Regions from separate parts of the Sus scrofa genome. Here region 2 is linked to region 1. Evidence: chromatin contacts called from public HiChIP or PLAC-seq data. All regions are on one chromosome and are shown on one strand. The core of a region is the stretch at or near the end of the contact, and the rest is flanking DNA. Distances in the headings are between cores, read along the strand shown. Region 1 holds the start of PARP1 (poly [ADP-ribose] polymerase 1). Region 2 holds the start of AHCTF1 (protein ELYS).

The links. HiChIP or PLAC-seq counts read pairs in DNA pulled down with a chosen protein or histone mark.
Region 2: an H3K27ac HiChIP or PLAC-seq map of skeletal muscle shows a contact between it and region 1, with 5 times the contacts expected there. The contact joins the promoter of AHCTF1 here to the promoter of PARP1 in region 1. A contact is called at or near these places in 2 of 5 promoter capture datasets (fetal skeletal muscle and liver) and 1 of 2 datasets of contacts at active chromatin or transcription factors (skeletal muscle).

What each region holds. Positions count from the first base shown.
Region 1 is chr10:14,237,858-14,244,816 of Sscrofa11.1, reverse strand. It overlaps PARP1 (poly [ADP-ribose] polymerase 1), which reads left to right and starts at 3,653. Exons shown (of 24, transcript XM_003357641.4): 1 at 3,653-3,964. The coding sequence starts at 3,845.
Region 2 is chr10:15,038,174-15,045,396 of Sscrofa11.1, reverse strand. It overlaps AHCTF1 (protein ELYS), which reads right to left and starts at 3,229. Exons shown (of 37, transcript XM_021064442.1): 1 at 2,828-3,229; 2 at 1,526-1,546.

The sequences.
Region 1 (6,959 bases), core at 2,404-4,903:
TTGAACAGGGTAGAAGTCACGAGCAAGGAGTTCCTGCTGTGGCGCAGCAGAAATGAATCTGACTAGTATCCACGAGGATGCGGGTTTGATCCCTGGCCTTGCTCAGTGGGTCAGGGATCTGGCTGTGGTATAGGTCGAAGCTGTGGCTTGGATCCGTGTTGCTGTGGCTGTGGTGTAGGCCAGCAGCTATAGTTCTGATTCGACCCCTAGCCTGGGAACTTCCATAATGCCTCAAGAGCAGCCCTAAAAAGAAGACGAAAAAAAAAGGTCAGAGATTTCATTGACCCCAAATAGCCTCCTATGGCCTCTTTTTCAAGCTCTGAGTACCAGCTGAAAACCAAAGGAGATCTTGGTCTCTTGGTCTGTCTACTGGCAATGATGCAAAGAAGCCAGGAGAGAGGTGAATGACAGTCCTGCAGATGGACAGTAGCCTGAAAAGAAGGCAGTGCAGAGGAAGGAAAAGTACCAAAAGGATCCTGCTGTATCCTGAGCCAAGGAACACTCATGTGGCAGGGGAAAAAAAAAAAAAGGATGCTGTCAAGGCTGATCCAAACAAGAAAAAAAGGGAGAGGAGAAAGACAAAGAAGGCAAGAAAGATAAGGAAGGGGACGTTAAAACAACAAAGTTGAAGATGATGCTGATGAATGAAGTGGTACAAGGACAAGAGTATTTTTTTCTTTCTTGTCTACGAAGGATTTAACCTTCCTGGACACAAGTAATTCATTTTAAATTAAAAAAAAAATTTGAAATGTAAAGGTGTGTAAGATTTGTTTTTAAACTGCCTCTTTGGGAGGAGGTATTGTTAACAAGAATCCTCCAACAACTTTTTAGAGTGTCCTGGTGGTATTTTCAACAGCTACTGACCTCATCAGGTATTGTGTACAGGTTACAAATCAGCCCAGGAATTCAAAGCAGGTTCTTGTCGGTACACAGTACAAATTAATTATATAGGTCATGGTCGCTTTTTCATTTGTCTGTCATGCAGCTTATATGAAAAAATTGTTGTTCTGTTACTGAATACTATTCTGTAATGGGGGAATTGCAATAGTGTTGTGACAGTGAATGTGTCTAAGTAAATATAATAGTTTATTTGTCTTTTTTTTTTTTAAGCCCTACTGCTATTTTATGGTATTATAATGAGGGGCAAACAAAATAATGTTTGGGAAAGTGCTTTGTAAAACATACAAATCTAAGCGTGAAAGAACATTATTATTAAACAGGTGGGCTGTGCAGAGAAAGTGCCAAAGTGGATTCATTCATTGAATACATTTGTTTTTTGGCTGCACCTGCAACACATGGAAGTTCCTAGGCCAGAGATCGAATTCTAACCACAGCTGCAGCCCATGCCACAGCTGCGGCAATGCCAGATACTTAACCCACTGCAATGGACCAAGGGTTGAACCCACATCTCCGCAGCAACACGAGCCACTGCAGTCGGGTCCTACTCTGCCACAGCAGAAATTCTCAGCAAATCTACTGAGTGCTTGGCACTGTTCAGGCACTGAGGATATTATCAAGGAGTACAACAGATTAAAAAATCTCTGCCCTGGGGTTCCCATAGCGGTTCAGCAGTAACCAATCCGACTAGTATCCATGAGAATGTGGGTTCCATCCTGGCCTCCCTCAGTGGGTTAAGGATCCAGTGTTGGCTTGGATCTGGTGTGGCTGTGGCTGTGGTGTAGGCTGGCAGCTGTAGCTCTGATTCGACCCCTAGCCCGGGAATTTCCATATACCACAGGTGTGCCCCCCCCAAAAAAAGACAGACATAGGAGCAAGTACACCTGGTCACAGATGTAGCTCCCCAATCAGCCTGCTGAACAGAAATTGATGGGTTGTTTGTTTTGTTTTGTTTTTTTGTTTTTTGTTTTTGTCTTTTTAGGGCTGCACTCACAGCATATAGAAGGTCCCAGGCTAGGGTGGATTGGAGCTGTAGCCACAGCCACAGCAACACCAGATTCCAGCCTCATCTGCAGCCTACACTATGGCAGGGCAACGCCAGATCCTTAACCCACTTGGCAAGGCCAGGGTTCGAACCTGCGTCCTCATGTATACTAGTCAGATTCGTTTCTGCTGAGCCATGACAGGAACTCCAGACACTGGTTTTACCTGCAGTTCTTGGGCAGAGGATATGTAAGCCATGGAACCACAGTGTCATCACCCATGAGTGGCCTTTAGGGATGACATAATTGTCAACGCAGAGGTTGAATGATCATAGCCTTTGATTTGGTTACTAAAATTCTTTGATTTGTTCTATCATATACTTCACTTACTCTATTCGCCATCAACATATCTAACAGCTCACTACTTAAGATTCTTGCTGGAGTTCCCCTGTGGCATAGTAGGTTAAGGATGCGGCATTATCACTGCAGTGGCTCTGGTTACCGCTGTGGTGCAGTTTGATCCCTGGCCCTAGAAATTCCACATTCCAATTCCCATGGGCAAAAAAACACCCCAAAACAAAACAAAACAGGTTCTTACCTATGTCTCACAACCTACTTGCTTAATCAATATCCATGTCTCATAAGCTACTAGCTTTCTTCTCTATTTAACAAGTTTGTTTCATCCTGTTTCTTTTTCTTGTCTCTATAGCAGAACTGAATATTCTCAAATACAACACACTCCATTATAATGATGTTTTAAATGAATAAAATAAAATGCATAGAACTTTAAAAGAAACTAGTTATATTAAAATATAATTCTCCATTAAGTAACAAGATCTAGCAGCAACAAGTTTTGTTTTTTATGGAAGTTCTGGCCCGGGATGGAATCCCAGTCGCAGCTGCCACCTATGATGCAGCTGCAGCAACTTCTTAACAGACTGTAGAAATAGGTAAGCAGGTCTCTTAACTACGGCAACTTAAGTGATGATGAACTTGATGTTGAGTGCTCTCCAACAATTATAAAGTGATATGAAAATGTCTTTGGGGAGTTACCGTTGTGGCGCAGTGGTGAACGAATTCGACCAGGAACCAAGAGGTTGTGGGTTCAATCCCTGGCCTCCCTCAGTGGGTTAAGGATCCGGCATTGCAGTGAGCTGTGGTGTAGGTCGCAGGCGTGGCTTGGATCCCGCGTTGCTGTGGCTCTGCCGGACCCCTAGCCTGGGAACCTCCATATGTATCGAGAGCGACCCAAGAAATCGCAAAAAGACAAAAAAAAAAAAAAAAAGTCTCTGATGATTGTTGCTGAGAAAGTCACAGGATTCCCAGAATCTGTACTCATGCATTAAAATTCATAGTGAAAAATGCTAGATTTCAGTTAGTTTTCAGTACCCACGGCCTGCAGATTGCAGTTAGAACCTGCCCAGGTTGACCTACCTTTGGCAGGTCAACCACATTCTGGAACCAGCCCAGCACCTCCCAGACCTGTTCGCCTCCAGGGAGAGAGGGCACACGTATTAAAAGGGGACAGGGGTGGGTTTAGTTATAAGAGCACGTAAGTGTTCCTGGGGACAAATGATTAAGAGCACTGCGGCCGGCCCAGCCAAAGAGCTACAGGCGGAGCTCCAGCCAGCATGGACCCCCAGCAGCTCCGCCTCGCTCACGCGGCAGCAGCAAGCACTAGGGAAATGCCGCCCCCAGCCCGCAGGGGGCGTGCGCGCCGGCGGCCCCGCCCCGTGAACGCGGCTAGCGGGGCGTGCCCCCCCCGCCAGGCATCAGCAATCTATCGGGAGCGGCGGGTGGTCGGCGCGGCGTGCTTGGCGGCAGCGGCGGCGGCTCTGGGCACTGGGGGCCCTGCTGGGAGGAGACAGGCAAGCAAGGCGGCGGCGGCGGCGGCGGCGGTTGCGGTTGCGTGTCTGCAGGTCGCAGCGTCAGGCTTCGGGAGCTGCATCGGCACAGGGAGGAGGATGGCGGAGTCATCGGACAAGCTCTATCGGGTCGAGTATGCTAAGAGTGGGCGCGCCTCCTGCAAGAAATGCAGCGAGAGCATCCCCAAGGACTCGCTCCGGATGGCCATCATGGTGCAGGTGCGGGATGAGAGGCCGCTTTGTGCGCGGCGGGGGTTTCCAAGCGTCCGGGGAGGGTTGGGGGAGGGCTGGCCCAGAGCCGCGGGCCAGGCCGGCCGCTCGGAGCCCGCGCTGGGCCTGCGGGCGCTGCTGCTGCCGCTCCTCCCGGCGTGTGGCCCGCCGGGTGGACTCTTCCGGAAGGTTTTGCTGATGTTGCTGAAAAAGCCCGGGAAATACGGTGTGGAGCTGGTGGTGCCTTTTATTTTGTAAAAAATAAGGAGCTGCTTTTATCCTTACTCCGGGGTGGTGCTGTTCTTGTTTCTGTTATTGCTATTCGCCTTGGAAAGAAAATGTACGTGTGGTCTTTGGAAGTTAGTTTGGTTTTGACCTACATTGCGCTGGAAGATTTTTGTCTTATATTCGTGGTGGCGACTGGCAAGTGAGGGTTTTTTTTTTTTTTTTAAGCTATTTTTGGCAATCTTCTACATTCGCTCACTCTCATTTTTTAAAATTATGCAAAGCTATGCAAGTCGGTGTCGTTTCAGTACGGTGCTCCCTCTTTGAGCTTAATTTGTGGTTTAAAATAACCTTTTCCCCAAACTTTCCAACTTCGCAGACTTGCTGCATTTGCAGCTAATCCGATTTGAGTAAGAATGGCTCCGGGGGTTCCTTATCTGGATTTATTGGCTGATTAGGGAAATCCCTCTGGTGGTCCCCGAGGCCTACAGAGATGGCCAGAGGCTGTTGGAATGAGGTGTTTATCTGGACCTCAAGGTCCCAGTAGCTTGATTTTCTCTCCCCTCCGTGAGGCAGTTTGTGTTGTTGTGTTTTTTTTTTTCCCCCCTGTATTTTTAGGGCCACACCCTTGACATATGGAAGTTCCCAGGCTAGGGGTGGAAGCAGAGCTGCAGCTGCCGGCCTACACCACAGCTCACAGCAACGCCAGATCCTTAACCCAGTGAGTGAGGCCAGGGATCGAACCTGTGTCCTCATGGATACTAGTCAGGTTCTTTACCCCTGAGCCATGACAGAACTCCCAATTTTCATGTTTTGTTTGTTTGTGTTTTGTTCTTTTTAAGGCTCCACCTGCGGCATGTGAAGATTCCCAGGCTAGGGGTGGAATCAGAGCTGTAGCCACCGGCCTACACCACAGCCACAGCAACACCAAATCCAAGCTGGTCTGCGACCTACGCCACAGCTCACGGCAACGCCAGATCCTTAACCCACTGATCAAAGCCAAGAATCAAACCTGTGTCCTCATGGTTACCAGTCAGATTCCTTTTTGCTGAGCCACAGTGGGAACTCCCCAGTTCATGTTTTAGAAATGACCAGAGAGCACTGCTGGCTTTGGGGTGGAGGGGAGTGGGTACCAAGTGTGCTTAGGCGATCTCATTTCATAACTGGGCAGGGACTGGGGTTGTCACCCTGGTGTCCTCAGGGCCACCTAGCTAAATACCTGGCACACAATACTTCTTCATTTAGTAAATACTTGCTGAGCACCTGGTAGGTTCCAGGCGTTGTGTTAGGTACTAGGGGCAGAAGGAGAGACTCCACTCCTGGGAGCTTCCAGTTGGGTTACAGGGCTGATGACTGGTAAATGTTGCTGTACAGGGGTAGGTGCCACCTGATGGAGCTCTGCACTAGGCGTCATATGCCCAGGGTGGGAGCTTTGCCACAGAAGTAACAGGAAGTTGAGGATGGAAGAGGAGACAAGACCTATCATCTGAAGAGCCCTTATCTCCTATGGGGCGTCTTTTCATTTTACCCTAATGTTCGGGCCACTGATCTTAAGAAGCTCCCAATAGTGCAGGGGTTCTTTACCTAGAGTCTTTGGGATGGCAGGTAGAATTTAGGAAGTAAGTCCATGAGTTTAGATGAGAAAAAAACATGTGCATCCCTGGCATCCCTGTAGCCTTTCATTATAATCCACTGCTTCCTCCAGTTAGGAATGGAAACAGCAGAGCAAAGGCAAATTAGCAGTACCTGGGGTTTTTGTCATCAAGGCTAGTTATTTTCGTACAGCTGTTGGGGGTTTCTCAAAAATTTACCACCTACACTCATCATTAGAAAATTGCAGTCGTTATTAAAGTGGGTACTTAACTGTATTTTGTTATTTGATGTTTGAAGCTCATGGATTATTATATCCCAGTAAACTTTTTTTTAATGTTTTGATAATTATTTCAATATAATCGATTTCCTCTGTGAGCCTGTGTATTTTATCGTGCATTTTGAAATGTTAGTCTGAGAATGGGACATCCCTAAGGCTTCACCGACAGCCAGAGAAGCCCCTGTTCTATTGGGAAGGACAGACAGAAAGCCTCGGTCCAGCCAGTGTACCGAGGCAAGGATGCCAGTGAGGCATGAAGGGAGGGTTGGCTCTGTCTCCTGAGTCATCATTTCCTGAACCAAATCAAATCTAGCAGCAGCCCAAGTAACCATAGCCTTGTAAATTAACTGTACTGCAATAAAAATTTTTAAAAAATGATAAAGTCGGGGTTTCTGGGCCCTCCTTCTGCTTACCTCAAAGAAAGAATTAGTATTCAAAGTTAATGTGGTGGAGCTCCGGCTGTGGCACAAAGGATTGGTGGCGTCTTGGGAGTGCTAGGACGCAGGTTTGATCCCCAGCCTGGCACAGTGGGTTAAGGATCCAGCGTTCCCGCAGCTTTAGCTCCAGCCTGATCCCTGATCCACGAGTTCTATTTGTTGAGGGGTGGCTGAAAAGGGGGAGCTGGGGAGTTCATGTGGTTTTTTCTAATTGTAATGGGAGGTGGAGTTTTCATTCAGAATATAACTTTGGTCTTGGCTGAGCTGCTGAAGGCCAGAGGGAAAGAAAGAGGCCTTTCTTCACCACCCCCACCCCCGCCCCACTCCCCTGTGGATTGGAATTCCTTCTTTTACATTTGTATGGGCAGTTGGAGTCTGGAGTACCTGATACTTTAGCTGGCAGGCCCTGGGGCAGCCTCCTGGGATGCTTTGTGCCTTCCAGCCTTTGGACTGGGAGGAGCTGTGATGGGCC
Region 2 (7,223 bases), core at 1,980-4,479, 800 kb before region 1:
GCCAGAATTGGCAACCTCTAATAAGTAATTTACAAAGTTTCAACTCCTGCTCTGTCTAGATAGGCAGAGCAGGAACACTGTGCCAGCTGTCAATAAAAATACTGTTCTTGATAAAGCAGGAAGGATTGTCACTCCCTTCTCAAAAACCTTCAATGACTCCCCTACTGCATATAAAAGCTGACGTCCTCAGCCACACGTAATCAAGGCCCTGCACAATGTGGCTGTCCCAGACTATCTTTACAGGTTTGTCTCCCCAAACCCCTTCCTTCATAAGTTTATTATTACCTAGAATATTCATTCTTTTATTTATGCTATTTCCATGTGCCAAAGCCCCACCCATCACTCAATTAATAGAATCCCAGGACTTTCCATTGTAGAGAAGCTGAAACGAATCCAACTAGTATCCATGAGGATGCGGGTTTGAACCCTGGCCTCACCAATGTGTCAGGGATCCCGCACCGCCATGAGCTGTGGTGTAGGCTTCAGACGCGGCTTGGATCTGGCATTGCTGTGGTGTAGGCCGGTGGCTGTAGCTTCAATTCAGCCCCTAGCCTGGAAACTTCCATGTGCCATAGGTGCAGCCCTAAAAGGCAAAAAAAAAAAAAAAGAAAAGAAAACTCAAATATACTGCAACATATATTCAGCAAACATTTCTACATTTTGTATGTACTTTTACTTTTTTATGGTTCTTAAAAAGACTAAGAATTATGATATAAATGTAAACTATCAATGGGCCCAGAAACTTCCAGCCATTTACCAGTTCTTCTTTCAAACAACTGAATCAGTTATTAATCACCAACTTCTTTTAAAACACTGTGTTGGGTAAAGAATTCAAGTGCAGAAAGATAACCTACTTCTTGACTTCAAAGAGTTTACATTCCAGGAGATACATAATCAACTATGAAAATATCTGATACAAATAAATGCTACAATAAAGGTATATATTCTGTGAGATCCCAGGAAAGAACTGGGATAAAGAGAAATCAAAGAGTGTACAGAAGAGGTGGCATTTTAAGCTAAGGAGTATTTGAAAGCTGGAAACTTGATAAAGGCAGAGATGGTACTCCTGGCTGAAAGACATGAAGGAGAAAAAAAAAAAACAAAAAACCCATCAGACTACATCTTCAAGAAAAGGGGCCCAGGGAGTTCTCTTAGTGGCTCAGGGGTAACAAACCCGACTAGGATCCATGAGCATGCGGGTTCGACCCCTGGCCTCACTCAGTGGGTTTAAGGATCCAGAATTGCCTTGAGCTGTGGTGTAGGTCATAGATGAGGCTCAGATCCAGTGCTGTTGTGGCTGTGGTGTACACAGGCTGCTACAGCTCCAATTTGACCCCTAGGCTGGGAACTTCCACATGCCGCAGGTGCAGCCCTAAAAAGCACACACACACACACACACACACACACACACACACACACACACACACGCACACACAAAAGGCAGGGCCCAGGAATGGAGATGATTCTGGAATGGCTGAAGCATAAATCTGTGAATAGTTGAGGCTGGACAGTAGAAGAGACTTACTGTAGAGACCAGTGATGCAACCTAGGGGGAAAAAAAAAAACCAGACTTCATTCTGAAGAACAAAAGAAAAAATTTCCTAAAAATGTCCATGGTTAGATGAGAACGTTTTGTTCCCTCTTATATCAAAATATGTCTATCTCAAAACTGCTGTATTAACAATCTTTTAAAAATGTTTTTTAAATAATTATTGCCATCTTGCGAATTACTGCCTGCTGTGGTAGTAGGTTATTGAAAAATTAGGATCAAAAATTACGGTGCAGGGAGAGCGTAGCCTTCCCTTAGCACTTAACACACTTAAGAGTATCCCTCAAACATTAACTTGACCGGGCTTGTCATCCCTAGTCAAATCCTCCAAAATAAGTAAACCTACCCTAATTTCTTCTCTCCTCACACATATAGTCGATGAAAGCTCCTAACAGAAAATTCTTAACATCTACTGGCACTTTAGAATATTCTAAGAATAAACTGAAGCTGAGAGTTTCCAAGAGACCCACAATTTATCCTAAAGGACTCAGGTTCTTATCAAATATTTTCTCAAACTGCCTCTTAGAAAAAAGATAATAACGGCTAGTTTGAACCACGTTGGCTTTGAGAACAAATTAACCTCCCCACGGCCCCCAAACAGTCAGGGGTAACTAAAAAATAATCGCCCTCAAGTTTCCAGGTGGGGACAAGCACGGCAAACGAATACCCACTCCAAGATGTACAATGATTTAAATCTCCTGTATCTGACCGATTCACTGCACTTTTCAAATCACGAGTCATAACTTCTTCCCCGCCCCAGACTCACCCGAGCCAGGCCCGGGAGCATGTGGAGCAGACACCAACGTAAGACAGACTGAGAGTACCAGCCGGTTCCGCCAGGGGAAGGCCGGCCAAGGTCTCAACCGCCCCGGAGGGCAGGAGGGAAAAGGGGTCGCAGTCCAGGACCGCCTGGGAAACATGAGGACAAGGCTGTAGGCGCGCTAGGAGCGGGGTGTAGACCCCGAGGCGCCTCTCCGTCGCCATGTGCCGCCGCTCCGCCGAGAAGGAGGTTATATAACCAACGCTCGGAGCTCTGGAGCGCGCCGCACCCGCCAACGACCGCATTCGCCCCCTCGAGCCCGCTCCACGAGCCAGGCAGCTCCGCAGCCCAGCCCCTGTGGCTCGCTGGGCGGCCACAAGCCCGGCCTAGGCCCGGCGCGGGGAGGGGAGGGCCCGCGGACAGGCGCGGCGGGAGAAGCCCGGCCGCTGCTCGCGGCCCAGGCCGCGCCGACCCGCCCTCCGCGCGCCGGCCCAACCCCCGCCTTCCCTTCCCCCTACCTAAGAACGGCGGGTGACCGAGCCGCCGCTGCTGCCGAGTCCAGGGGGCGCGAGGCGAGGCGCGAGCTCCTCCCGCGCGGGTCCGTCACAGCATCTCCCGGGAGACACGGCCGCCGCCGGCAGGGCGCACGCACCTCCGCCCCACGGAAGTTGCCTCTCGGCTCGCGGGCCTCCGCCTGCGACCTCCCCGGCCACCTCAGATCCACACCCCCCGCGAGCGCCTTCGCGGGCTGCTGGGGCGGCCGACTGCTCAGCGACAAAAACGCAGCAGCTGCCTGCGCTGCGGTTCCGGGTCTTCACCCACGCGACTCTACCTCCTCCGCTCCGGCTGCGCCGGCCCGGCTTTGCGCATTAGCCCCGGCAGGCAGACCGAGTTCCACACGCCCGGGAGGGGAGGGGAGGGGAGGGGAGGGGACGGGAGGGGAAGGGAGGGGTGGAGCGGAGAGGGGCGGGGGAGGGCGGAGAGAGGTGGGAAAAGGAAGGGAGATCGCGGCGCGGAGCCCGAATTCTCGCGAGTGTTCGACCTTGGGCGCCAGCTCTGCGGGAATTTTCAAACTCCATGAAATGAGGTTGGGGGAGGGAAGAGGAGGAAAGGGAAGCCGGTCGGGAAGGGCAAGTCATTTACATAAAATGGGATCTCTCCGCCTCCCAAAGCCGAGAGGGGAAGAAAAGACTACAAATCCCATAATGCCTTGCGCGTAAACTTCTCTGGCCACCTAACCCGGGGAGCCGCGCGGAGTCGAGAGTGGTAGTCTTTATCCGGAGTGGTAGTCTTTATCTGGAGCAGCGGCGGGCTCCCTATTGCTAGGGTGTCTTCTGTGGCGGGAGAGTCGTGGTGTTATCATCTGGCGCTGTTTGCTGGCGGCCAAGTGATAATCTTTGCATTTGGCGTTTTTCGTTCTCCCGCTCGGGCTTTCCCTGCGAAAGTGGGCACCTGGCTTATCGGGAAACACTTCTTTTCCCCTCCTGTAGATATTTTTGAATATCCGAGCGTGCTTTTGTGGCCAAAGGTGTTCTCGATGCCTAGTCTAATCTTTTACCCCAAATTTTATCTAAAATTTTACCCCAAATCAGTCTTGCATGTTTGGTTACCCTGGGGTTTCATTGTGGAATTTCTTTTATTTGTTATTAGTATCTTTGAAGTTAGTCCCAGCACCCAACACTTTTCAAATAAACTTCTTCAAACAGAAACTACTCCGCAGTCAGATGTGCTAATTCAAGTCCTTGCCTCCCTCCCATTCTACACTTCCTTTCTTTGTTCCCAATTTATTCTCAGTTCATGGGTGCTGTACTTAGTAGTCTGAAGACAGTGAGTTCTCAACTCAGGTGTGCTGCTAATGAGCTGTGTGACTTAAGGAAAATCAAATAACCTCTCTGGACTTCAGTTGTCAGATCTGTAGAGTAAGGATGACTGGATTAGAGGTTCAACAGATTTATTAGACATATGTTAACTTTAAGGGCCCTGCCAGTTGTAAAATTTTAAAATCTGTCTCATCATACTTATCCGTATTAAATGACTTTCTGAAATGATCTCTCAAATTTTAATCTTTCTTTCCATCATTACTGACAGAATGCTGGTATGCTTTCTGTACGACTTTCTAGATTATCTGGACCTGTACTACAGTATTTCCCTACATAGTTCCCAAGAATCTTTTCTTCACTTTCCTCCAAACAGGATTTTATGTTTCAGTATCTCCCACTGAAAATGGTCCAGCTAAGTCTCTTTTTTCTTACAAATCTTCCCTTCAACTTCAGTCCACTTTAATTACTTAGAACTTGCACTGAAAATATGCTATGTGTATTATTTTATATGTTTCCCCTTTTGCCTCTGACCCCCCTCCATCCACCCACCACCCACATCTCAACTATACCAAGAGGAAACTTTATACTTTTTTTAACACATTAAAAAAAGCATTATACTTTGTTAATGCTTCCTTCATATTTGCTAGGGTTTTTTTTTTTTTTTTTTACTTTCAACTGCTCTGTAAACTGCATTTCCACTTTAAAATCTCTCATTCATCCCTTTTTCCTCTTTTTAGTCATTAAGCATATGCCAAATTGTTTTAGTTTCAAGAGATGTTAATAAGAGTTAAAATGGGGAAAAAAATCTGAGTTTAGTTGTCAAATGAGTTGGGGGAAAAGCTGATTAAATAAAATTAAATAGTTCTTTTACGTAATACCTCACTGCCTTTAATATGCTTGGCATTTCCCAAAGTTACTTGACCATGGACTGAATCTGTTTATGCTTGTGAAACATTTTGCCTCATTAGCGTTCCACAGAATGGACTGGTAAACAGGCTTCAAAGCTTGGAGGAAGCCCTGTGTAGTGGAAAGAACACGGTTATTTGGAACCAGACAAAAGTAAGTTTTAATCCATTTCACTACTTTCTGGCATCATGACTTTAATCGAATTACTTCACTCTCTCAGCCTGTTTTCTCATCTAAAAAGAAAGGATAGTGCTACTTCTTTTCCTTGCAGAGCTGTTGCAAAGATTAAAAAGAAGTATGTGCCCAGCGCAGGATTTCATTAGTGTTCTACCTATGTGATCCATCATTAGTTATTTTGTTTAACGGCCTAGAAAATGATAATAACTAGTATGGACCCTCATGCTTCCATTTGGAACATTTTATTCAAGAGGTGATATTTCAGAACCAACCCAGCATCCTGGGAACAACAGACAGCCATCTGATTTCAGAGAATTTATTTTATTTTATTTTATTTTATTTTTAGGACCGCACCCACGGCATGTTAAGGTTCCCAGGCTAGGGGTGGAATCAGAGCTGTAGCCGCCAGCGTACACCACAGCCACAGCAATGCCGGATCCTTAACCCAATGAGTGAGGCCAGGGATCAGACCTGCATCCTCAAGGATGCTAGTCAGATTTGTTTCCGCTGAGCCATGATGGGAACTCTCTGATTTCAGAGAATTTAGAACCTCATTGAAATGTTCTGAATTAGATCTTATTTGTTTCGCAAAGTAATGGGGTAAAACTTGATATTTTAGCAACAAAAACAACAACAGCAAAATAGAGCTTGTCTGTTTAAAATAGAAGCAACGCCTCTATCCTAACAGCTACATTCAAGATGTTTGCAGAGGTTACATTTTCATCACTTTTATACAGATTATTGGTTATAACAAGTCATACCCCAACCTTGTTTTTTCCAGTTGACAACAAGCTTGCTAAGTGAAGAGTCATTTTTTCTGTTCCCTGCTACATTTCCAGGGATGGCATAATACCCATCCTGTAAATGAGCATTAAGGAGTTCCCGTTGTGGCTCAGTGAAACCAGCCCAACTAGTATCCATGAGGGTTCAATCCTGAACTCACTTAGTGGGTTAAGGATCTGGCATTGCCGCAAGCTGTGGCTTAGGTTGCAGATACGGGCTCGGATCTGGAGTTTCTGTGGCTGTGGTAGGCCGGCAGCTGCAGCTCTGATTTGACTCCTAACCTGGGATGGAACTTCTATATGCTGCAGGTGAGGCCATTAAAAGAAAAAAAAATCTGTTAATTAGAAGATCATAAAGATTTCAAAGCGTGACACACAGTCCTACTATAGAGATAGAGTCACGTCACGGAAACATTAAAGGACAAAGTGACGTGTGCAGACCAAACTTGGCAGACTTGAGTATAATTGCAGCTGATTTGGAAACCATTTGTTGTACAGAAGAAATTTCAACAAGCCATTCGATAACCATTGGAGTCCTTAAAAACCAAGAGTCTTCATTAATTTCATTTAATTAAAATCATTTCTTTCCTTTGCTGGCATATTTCAAACCTGCGTATTGTCTACTTCCAAGAGAAGAGGTGATCTAAGACGGTCCCTCCCAACTTCATGTCAGCCCTCAAATTCCTCCCCAACCATCAGGAGCTCAGAGGTCAGAAGTAGCTGGAGGAAGCCACATCCCATTCTAGACCAGCCTCAAGGCAGATGCAATAGGATCAACCCTTCCAGCATGTGACTTAAAGGAACATTCTCCTGAGAATTTCCTTGACCACGTGAAGCACTTTTGCAAGCAGGGAGTTAAAACAGAAAAAGCATTGAATTCAGAGGGAGAAGATGTAAATGTGCATCCTGACCCCTGACGTGACTTTGCTATCCATACATCCAGGAACCAAGACCTTAAACTATCCAAGCCACAGTTTCCTCATCTGTTGTGAGGATCATGTGTAAAAATACGCAATAAACTTTTAACTCATACCAAGTATTTGCTACTGCCAACACTTTGTTGGACATCAAGTAATTTAGTTTAGCTGTGCAAATAAGAGTAATATGTGACAGTAGAGAAAATATTTCTCCATTCTTTTGGATGACTTGTTCTATGTAAATATCAGGCTGCAATTCCATCATTGTATTAAGAATTTTTTTTTAAGTTGCTGGTAATTGCCTTTTTTTTT